Linked DNA regions of Sus scrofa: all the other regions are linked to region 3. The links are chromatin contacts, called in public Hi-C and HiChIP or PLAC-seq maps. All regions are on one chromosome and are shown on one strand. The core of a region is the stretch at or near the end of the contact, and the rest is flanking DNA. Distances in the headings are between cores, read along the strand shown. Region 1 holds the start of U2AF2 (U2 small nuclear RNA auxiliary factor 2). Region 2 holds the start of ZNF784 (zinc finger protein 784). Region 3 holds the start of ISOC2 (isochorismatase domain-containing protein 2).

Region 1 (2,950 bases), core at 319-2,818, 160 kb after region 3:
GGTGGCTGTTGCCGCGGAGACAGTGACAGGGGCTCCAGGGGGGGCTCCGGGGAGCGGATGGTCAGGCGGGAAATGGGGAGGTTGGGGAGACAAGGTGTAATTAGTCCCCCAGAGGCAGGAGTGGGAGGAGAGAAGCAGCTGTGCCCTGAACAACTCGGAGGAGCAGAACTCCGGGAAGGAGGCATGAGCCGACTTGGACCAGAGGCAAGGCGGCAGAAGGCGGGACTCAATGACTTTTGGGAGAGGCGACCATCGAGGGGAGCGGGGAGCTCTGAACAGAGACTGCCTCCAGGAGGCGGTAAAGCGAGATTCTCTGTCTCCCGGAAGTGCCCGCTGCGTGGCTAGCAGCGTCGGCGCGGTTGGGGGGGGGAACGCTCGCTTGTGTGGTTGCCACGGCAACCGCAAGGGGGCGGCCTTGCTCAACGGTCGGGAATGTAGTCCCTTCCCTGGAGGAAGGAAATCTCGCGCACGCGCGCTCGGGCTGTGGCCCCGACGACCCGCCCCCCCTCTCCGAACAGTGAGAGGTCTCGGTTCAGACCGATCTCTACGCAGGCGCAGAGGCTCTCTCGCGCTCGCCCCTTCCACTTTGCGCATGCGCACAAAGCCGCGCTGGCAACCTCCGCAGCAGCCGCGCGCACTCTTCACTCCGCTGGCTGCTTTTGTCTCGCGAAACCTTCTTAGGCGCTTCTCAACATCGGTCCTTCTTTTCCTCCCATCGCCCCACAGGGAGAGCCGGGTGCTGAGAGCCGAGACCCTGCCTCTTCTTTTCCTTTCCCCTGACCCACCTCGCCTCTGTCCTCCCTCCCTTTTTGGTTCCCGGAGCCGGAAGGAGCCGAAGCGCCCACGGAAAAAGCCGAAGGTGTCTGCTGTGAGTCCTTCCCCAGGCGGTGGCGGAAGGAGCCGAAGTTCTCCGAAAGGGGGAGGAGGTTGCTCTTGGAATCTCCGGAAAGAGCCGAAGTTTGGAAACGGGTTTAATCTCTGGTTGGGCCCGAGGGGGAGCGCCAGAGACCTTCGGAAAGTGCCGAAATCCGGGACGGTTAGGATTGTCGGAAGTGGCCGATTGCTTGGACAGGGCCGTTGGGAAAGAGAGGGTAGAATCCGTGGAAGCAGCCAAAGACGGACGGTTTGAGTTCTTGGAAGAAGCTGAATTCTAAGTGGGGAGTCTGGGTGCTAGGAATGCGAGGACCTACGGAAACATCCGAACGTTGAAGAGCTACTATCCGAAAAGTTACGAAAACCTGAGAAGCCTGCGAAACCCTCGCTTCGGGTGTTTTCGGAAGCAGCCGAAGTCGCCTCTCCCTTCGCTCCTCCACGGTCCGGAAATAGCCGACGCGTTTCGGAGCCAGGCCCTGGGGGGAGGTGCGCCTCGTGGGCGGGCCGGCGGGGAGAGGGGCGGAGCCGGGGCGGGGCTGGGCGGGCGGCAGGGGCTTGATTAGGTAGGAGGCGGTGGAACGCCGGCGGCGGCCGGAAGTAGCCGAAGCAAGCGGCGGAAGTAGCCGAAGCGGCCGGATCGGGCGCGCGGCAAGGCGAGGCGAGAGCTACACAGGGCCCTACGCGGCCGCCTCAGCATGTCGGACTTCGACGAGTTCGAGCGGCAGCTCAACGAGAATAAGCAAGGTGAGGGCGCCGGGGGTGCGGGGCGGCGGGCGGGGCGGCTCTCGGCTTCCCCCTGTGTCCCCCGCCATTTTCCCCCTCGCTTCCCCCCCTTAGGCCCGCACGGCGCCCCCCCACCCCGCGGTGCGCGCCTTACTCACGTGACCGCCCGGCGTGCCGCCGCGCGGGAGGGGAGGGGGCGGCGGGCGCATGCGCGCCGCGTTCGGTTCCGCGCCCCACGTGGCCCCCGGCGCGGGTGGCGCGGGCGCCGCAGGCTGTCGGGAGTCCGTTGCGGACTTATTTTCTATTTTTTTAATTTGGAAAGGAGATTATGTAGATTGGGTCCCGCAACCCCTCCTTTTCTCCCGATGCCCTCGCACTTCCGCTTCCGGCCGGGCCCGCGGCCGGTGTCTCCACGCCCCCTTTGTTCCAAAATGGCGGTTGGAGCCCCCCTTCACGTGGGCGCATGCAGGGCCGCGGTGTGGGCCCTTCTCGCACCGCCGCCCTTCGCGCCTTTCCTGGGGGCTAGTCGCCGGGGTCCCTTCCAGCCTAACGTGGGTGATGCGGTGTCTCCTGGGAGAGGTCCGCACTGTGCGTTTTCAGTGTTCCTCCCGCACGCGGTTCTCCCTCGCGCCGTCGCGCCAGGCACAGTGTGGCGTGTCTGCCCCCCATATCTCCTCAGTTAGACAGGTCCCCTGTTCTGTACGAGCCCACCCTCCGGGCGCCGCGTGTGTCCGCCTTTTCAACGTGGCGATAAAGAGACAGGCTCGGAGCGAGTAGGGAGACTTAGCTCAGTTGGGAGGATGGGAGGCAAAGTCCCTCCGGTGATGCGGAGTCCAAGTAGGAGGCCGAGCTAGTGCCGACTAGTTTGGACACCCCACGAATGTTAGAACAAACTTAGGCCTGGAGGAGGTGGCGAGCGCGAGGCCTAAGCTCCTTGTGGTCAGAGGACTGCACAGGGGGCGGGGGGCGCTGGGGTTCCCCTTTCAGCCCAGTCTGCAGTTGGGAGCAGGTGGCTGGTTTAGGAGGAGACAGCGCCTGGGGAAGACGAAGTCGGGTTTCGGAGTGCCCACGGGGTGTCTGTACACGTTGTAACGCTTCACAGCACAGGCTTTGGAGGGGAGGAGACTTGGCTTCTAGTACCTGCTTTGTTGCTAAGTAGTTGTGGAACTTTAACACGTCTATGCTTTTTTTTTTTTTTTTTAATCCTTTTCTTGTGTGTAGTGGCTGTTAAATAGGTATGTGTCTTTATTACCGGTTTCTGGAGTCAATGGTGATGGCAGTACTGATAGTGCTTTGCTAAGCTTTTACACGGCTTATTTAAGTAGATGGTCAACAGCCGTGGGGGACTGACATG
Region 2 (3,057 bases), core at 39-2,538, 130 kb after region 3:
GCCATCTCTCTCCTCCATCCCAGTGAAAAGCCAATTACCTCACTGCACCTTTTTTTTTTTTTTTTTTTTTTTTGAGGGGGCCTCCCTCGCAGCAGGCCTATGATCCTGGGCCAGGGATTGAACCCGTGCCACAGCAGCGACCCAAGGTGCCACAGCAGCGACCCAAGGTGCCACAGCAGCAACGCAAGCTGCCACAGCACCAACGTGGAATCCTCGGGCCACTGGGGAACTTCATAAGGCAAACATTCTTTGCCAAGTGTCCTGAACCTCTGACTGCCTCTGGTCCTCTGCCTGGCTCCCTCATAACCCATTTTCCCAAAGCAGCCTTAATGACCTTTTGAAAACGGGAACAGATGGAAGTCATTTTCCCATTCGCAACCCTCCCATGACACCCACTGCACTTAAAATCCAAAGCCTTAATTCATATCCATCACGATCTGCCTCCCGCTTATCTCTCTGGCCCCAGTGTAAATATAAGCCGGCACACAGCTGACTTCTCTCTCGACTAAATTTAGCTCCCCTCCGCGCCGCTCTATCAGCTCACTCTTTATCGAACATAACACAATAAGACTTCTTTATTGTCTCTCTCCTCTTCTGGGCTGCAAGCTCCAAGAGGATAGTTTATTTGCCGCCTTCACCTCTCCATCTGTCTAGCCCAAGTGGGAGCACAGTAAATGTCTGCTGAATGAAAGACTGTCCTCAGATACGCTCTCAGCCTGAGTGGGGTCCAAAGGCAGCTGGAGCAGGCACTTCTGCCCCCAAATCCTCTCTTGGGTAGCACTTAGACTCTTGCAGAATCATCCCCCTACCCCGAAGTGGGTGACCCAACCATAACCCCACACCCTTCTCTTCCAGGGTCACCTTCCCAACCTTCCACCCAGGTTCCGGAACCCTAAAATTCATGAGGTCCCGCCCTCTGAAGGCTCCGCCCCCTCATTAGACAAACTCAATCCCTCGGACTCCTCGCTCGGGTGGATCCCTCTCCAGTTCTGACTTGGCCCGCCCACCCTCCTCCTCCGGCCACGCCCCTCCAACCTCACACCGCCCCCACGAGAAGCCCCGCCCCCAGGGCCATAGCCCTAAATACCTCCCCCGCCCAGCTCTAAGCCCCACCCCCACCCCTGCGACCTCCTGCCGCCTAGAGCCCCCGCGCCGGGGCCCTTCCTCGCCCGCACCAGGTCCGGAGGTTCCGGGGATCGCGGCTCCGGGCCCGCTGAGCTCAGACTCGGCGACTCCGGGCGCGCGGCAGCCATCTTGTCCCCAGGCCCCGCCCCCAATGCCAGAGGTCAATCCGGAGGGGGTGGGGCCTAGGCTGGCGTCGGGGCCCCGCGCAGGCGGCCTGGAGGAGGGGCGGGGCTTCCCGGGAGCTGGCTCTCTCCATCCCCAGGGAGAAAGTGGTGAATTTCTTCCTAATTGCCTGTCAGTGCCCCCAAGAGACAGCCTGCGTGGGGCGCTGGGGTGGCTCTGAGCTAATTCTTTTGTGTACGTGTCTTTTTAGGGCGAACCCGCAGCGTATAGAGGTTCCCAGACTAGGAATCGAATCGCAACTGCACCTGCCGGCCTGCACCACAGCCACAGCAACGCTGGATCCTTAACCCCCTGAGCGGAACCACGGATCCCTCCTGATTTTGTCGGGTTCGTTTGTGCCAGGCCACGACGGGAACTCTCCTGTGAGCTAATTCTAATTTCTTTTTTTTTTTTTTTTTTTTGGTCTTTTTGCTATTTCTTGGGCCGCTCCCACGGCATATGGAGGTTCCCAGGCCAGGGGTCTAATCGGAGCTGTAGCCACAGGCCTACGCCAGAGCCACAGCAACGCGGGATCCGAGCCGCGTCTGCAACCTACACCACAGCTCACGGCAACGCCGGATCGTTAACCCACTGAGCAAGGGCAGGGACCGAACCTGCAACCTCATGGTTCCTAGTCGGATTCGCTAACCACTGCGCCACGACGGGAACTCCCTAATTTCTCTTTTTAATCTCCATGAGTAGGCTCTGGCGGTCACTTGACACCAGAATTGAACAACCTTTGTTGTGTTCACACTACACGTTTTTGTGGTCACCTACTCCCTGGTTCGAGATAACTCAGTGAGGCAAAGGTTACAAATGTAAGGACTTTTAAGTCCCTTTGCAAAAATATACTGAACCGACTGCCACACTAGTGGTACTGGGATTCATTAGCAAGTATCCACAGGTTGTGTGAAGTTTGGGAAATGCGCCTTTGAAGGCAAGAGCCCAAGGGCAGGGGTTTTCGGCAGTTACAAGGACAGGGCTGAGGGCTCAGCTGTCCAGTTACTCGTTCCTTGGCCCGGCTGTGTGACCTTGGAGAGGTCATCGCGCTACTTCTGACCATGCCTGCATTTATGCATACATCTGTAGAGGGTTGCGAAACCCACTAAAACAGAGAGATGCGAGATCGCTGGAACACTCTTAAATTGTTTTCCTGGAAGGGCAGGGTGGATGACTGAACGTGACGATCATGCGCAAATTCGGTTCTCCCTCTTTAGGGAACATGATAGGGTTGTATTTTCCTTTGCAGTTAGACGTGGCCACGTGGTTTTCTTTGCCCAGTGAAATGACAGTGGAAGCGGTAGGTGTCCACTTCAGCACAAGGTAAGAGTCTGCTGAAATGTTCACCGCTTTTTGTTCCTGCTTGGGAATCTGTTTCCATTAGACGAAATTCCAGGGTGTGTGACCAGAACCTGGTGCAAGTCTTCCTCGGATAGATAGCATTTAAAATACTCATTTGGGGAGTTCTCTTCGTGGCTCAGTGGTTAACAACCTGACTAGGATCCATGAGGATGCATGTCTGATCCCTGGCTTTGTGCAGTGGGTTAAGGATCCGGCGTTGCCGTGAGCTGTGGTGTAGGTTGCAGACGTGGCTCAGATCCCGCGTTGCTGTGGCTCTGGCGTAGGCCGGCAGCTACAGCTGCGATTCACCCCCTAGCCTGGGAACCTCCATATGCCGTGGGAGCAAAAAAAAAAAAAAAAAAACAAAAGAAAAGAAAAATTCAGAAGTATATAAATAGCTCCCTGTACTCCTTAATGAACTTAAACCAT
Region 3 (3,047 bases), core at 460-2,959:
GGATCGCAACACCCCCTACAGAGAATCATGTGGCCACACTTATCAAAAGTATAGACACACAGACCCTCTGACCCAGAGCACTCACTCCTAAGCATCCTGCAGACACACCTGTGAAATGACACAAAGTTATTCACTGTGGCACAAGGCCATTCATGACAGCACAAGGGTATTCATTATGGGGCTTTCCATAATGGAGCAGAAATAAAGACTAGAGAATAAGCATAGAAATAAATCTAGAAGTTCCCATTGTGTATCATTGACCCCCTAGCCTGGAAACCTCCATATACTGTGAGTGAGGCCCTAAAAAGACAAAAAAAAGACAGAAAAAAAAAAAAGGCGTACTAGTGTGGATAGCAATGCTCTTCTTTGTGCGGAGGGGGGGGGGGGAAGAGATGTGGTGAAGTGTTCCAGTCGGTATCTGGCAGGAACATCGGGAGCATGTGTTCCTGCAGAGACAGACCTCTGAGAGCAGAGTGTGAAGGTCATTTAATTTTCACTGGGTACTGTTCTGTTCCTTAGGAATTTTGGACAATGTGTAACAGGTCCCCTCGTCAGAAATAAATACAATGGGGGGGCAGTGATGAAGGGGCTGCTAGGGGGCCTTCTGGAGTGTGTGTGGTTTCTGGATTTGGATACTGTCCCCACCAAACAGTTCTTTTTACGGCTGCACCCACTGGCATATGGAGGTTCCCAGGCTAGGGGTCTAAATGGAGATGTACCGCCGGCCTACACCACAGCCACAGCAAGGCAGGATCGGAGCCACATCTGCCACCTACACCACAGCTCACAGGGCGGGATCCTTAACCCCCTGAGCCACAACAGGAACCCCCAGACGGTTCTCTTTGTGAAAAGTTATTTGAGCCGTGTCTGGTGATTTGGACGTTTGCCTACCTATGCGGTGTATCTCCAGGGGCTGTGGACCAGGTGGGCAAGGGCAGGAGGACAGGGAGGAGGGGGCAGGACAGACAGATTCCAGGGGTCGAGTCGTGGGGATGGGAGAAGAAGGAAGATCCCTAGGTTTCCAGACTTCCGAGGAAGGCAGGGTCCAGGGACTAGCTGGAGGCCTGGAAAGGGGAACTAATTTGGGGGAGAATATGAAAAAGGTGGGGAAGGGATCTGGGCTGGAGATAGGTTTTGGGGGTGCCCTGGGGGAGTGATAAGAATCTGTGTGTGGAGAGAGTCCAAGGCCAGAGAAGGAGGGGTGGCCCCAGGTGGGCGGCAACCTCAGGAAGGAATGGGCGGTTTCAATCCCCACGAGGCCGGAACCCGGCTGTGTGATCTTAGGCAAGTTTCCCGCTCTGTCTGAGCCTCGGTTTCCTCCTTGGGGAAGTGGGGGCCAAACACATGCGCCACGCAGGGATGGCGCAGAAACTTGGCGGAGAGGCAGAAGCGACCCGAGTCCCTAGCGAGCCCAGGCAAGAGTCCTCCCCCCGCTGTGTGACCTTGGCTCCAGATGTCCCCGTAGCGCTCAGTTTTGTCACCATCAAGGCGGGAGGTCAGCCCCCATCAGCGCCGGAGGGGCCTTACCCGAGAGCGCGGGGACTGAGCCTAGCCCGCCCTACGCGAGTGCGGCCTGGAGTCACTCACCTCTCGCAGGCCAGAGTCCGCCCCCTCAAGTCCTCCCGCTGAGTTCCCAGGCCGGGGTCAATGTGTGGAGCAGTTGGGACACGTGGCCCGCCCCTGCTCGGCCCGCGTCCCGCCCACCCGGGCCGAGCCGCCCAATGGGCACTCGCTTAGCTCTACTCCGCTCACGCTCTCAGCCAATCCTCAAGCGCCGCTACTTCTCCTTCGTGGGGAGGCCGTATGGGCAGGGCTGTTCGTCTTGAGAGCGTGATTGGCCAGCTGGGAGTCCGACCAATGGAGAGGCGTCAGTGGCGTGAGTGGCGGGCCTAAGGCGGAGCCGCGCGGAGTGGACGGCGAATTTGGACTTCGGCTGCGGAGGTGGCTGGGTCGCCCCAGTCCGGCTGTAACTGTCGGACCTCGGGGGCCGAGAGGGAGGGAGGGACGGGTGGTGCCCAGGACGGGGACCTCAGGTTCGATCCCTGGCCCTTCAGTCTAAGAGATCCAAGCACTTTGCAGGAAAGGGTAAAGGCTCGAAGGAGCCGTGAACTTAAGATCCTGCCTCTTCTCGTTTGTTCTCCGTGGTGTGTCAATATCCCCATCTTACAGCGCCTGCTTCCTAGGGTGGCGTTTGCGATAGTTACACCGTTCTTGGAAATGGGGTTGAGAGAAAGACTGAATTGCCCATCAGTCTTGGAGTAAAATCCAAACTCTCCCAATTCATAGTCGCCTTTGTCAGCCTCTCGACCTCACCTCTTCCCATGCGCTCCACTTCAGACACGTTGGCCTCCTTTGCTGTTCCCCCAGTGTCCCACCCCAGGGCCTTTGCCCGAGCTAGTCTCTTTGCCTGGAATACCAGACTTGCACAGGGCCAGCTCCTTCTTGTCATTCAGGGTCTTCTCTGACCACCCTACATCAAGTGGCCCCGCAATCTGGTTGCTGTTTTATTTTCTTCACAAACCTAATTGTGGTCTGGAATTGGAAATTTATCTTGCGTTTAAAAAATGTATGGAGGAGTTTCCATTGTGACTCAGCAGGTTAGGGACGAGCATTGTCTGTGAGCACCCTCGCTCCGTGGGTTAAGGATCCAGCATTGCTGAAAGCCACCGCGTAGGTCGCAGACGTGGCTTGGATTTGACCCCTGGCCTCGAAACTTCAGTGTGCCATAGGTTCAGCCGAAAAGCGGGGGAAAAAGAGATGTGTGGGTGTGCATTTATTTTCAGTCCCCTCATTTTACCCCCACCCCCACCCCATGTGAAGTCCACAAGGGCAGTGATCTTGTCTGTTTTATTCACTTCTGAATCCTCGGCACCGAAACCTGGGCCTGGCATGTAGTAGGTGATCGACAAGTCTTTGGGAATAAGTTAAAGTAGACCAGACACTGGGCAGAGATGAACCAGGGTAAGAGGGACCGGGAAGGACAGTTGCCAAGGAGGTGGGGCTAGGAAGAAAGAAGGAAGAAGCTGGGCGAGGGGGCAGAGAGAGAG

Evidence for each region. A called contact is a pair of places that touch in the nucleus more often than the background predicts. HiChIP or PLAC-seq counts read pairs in DNA pulled down with a chosen protein or histone mark.
Region 1: a contact with region 3 is called in an H3K27ac HiChIP or PLAC-seq map of alveolar macrophages. The contact joins the promoter of U2AF2 here to the promoter of ISOC2 in region 3. A contact is called at or near these places in 1 of 47 Hi-C or Micro-C datasets (heart right ventricle) and 1 of 2 datasets of contacts at active chromatin or transcription factors (alveolar macrophages).
Region 2: a Hi-C map of liver shows a contact between it and region 3, with 4 times the contacts expected there. The contact joins the promoter of ZNF784 here to the promoter of ISOC2 in region 3. A contact is called at or near these places in 2 of 47 Hi-C or Micro-C datasets (epiblast stem cells and liver) and 1 of 2 datasets of contacts at active chromatin or transcription factors (alveolar macrophages).

The regions. Positions count from the first base shown.
Region 1 is chr6:59,772,622-59,775,571 of Sscrofa11.1, forward strand. It overlaps U2AF2 (U2 small nuclear RNA auxiliary factor 2), which reads left to right and starts at 1,569. Exons shown (of 12, transcript NM_001315804.1): 1 at 1,569-1,617. The coding sequence starts at 1,569.
Region 2 is chr6:59,740,077-59,743,133 of Sscrofa11.1, forward strand. ZNF784 (zinc finger protein 784) reads right to left here and starts at 1,289. Exons shown (of 2, transcript XM_003356071.4): 1 at 1,176-1,289. The coding sequence starts at 1,253. It overlaps ZNF581 (zinc finger protein 581), which reads left to right and starts at 1,336. Exons shown (of 5, transcript XM_021095062.1): 1 at 1,336-1,419; 2 at 2,537-2,610.
Region 3 is chr6:59,607,950-59,610,996 of Sscrofa11.1, forward strand. It overlaps ISOC2 (isochorismatase domain-containing protein 2), which reads right to left and starts at 1,710. Exons shown (of 6, transcript XM_021095040.1): 1 at 1,588-1,710.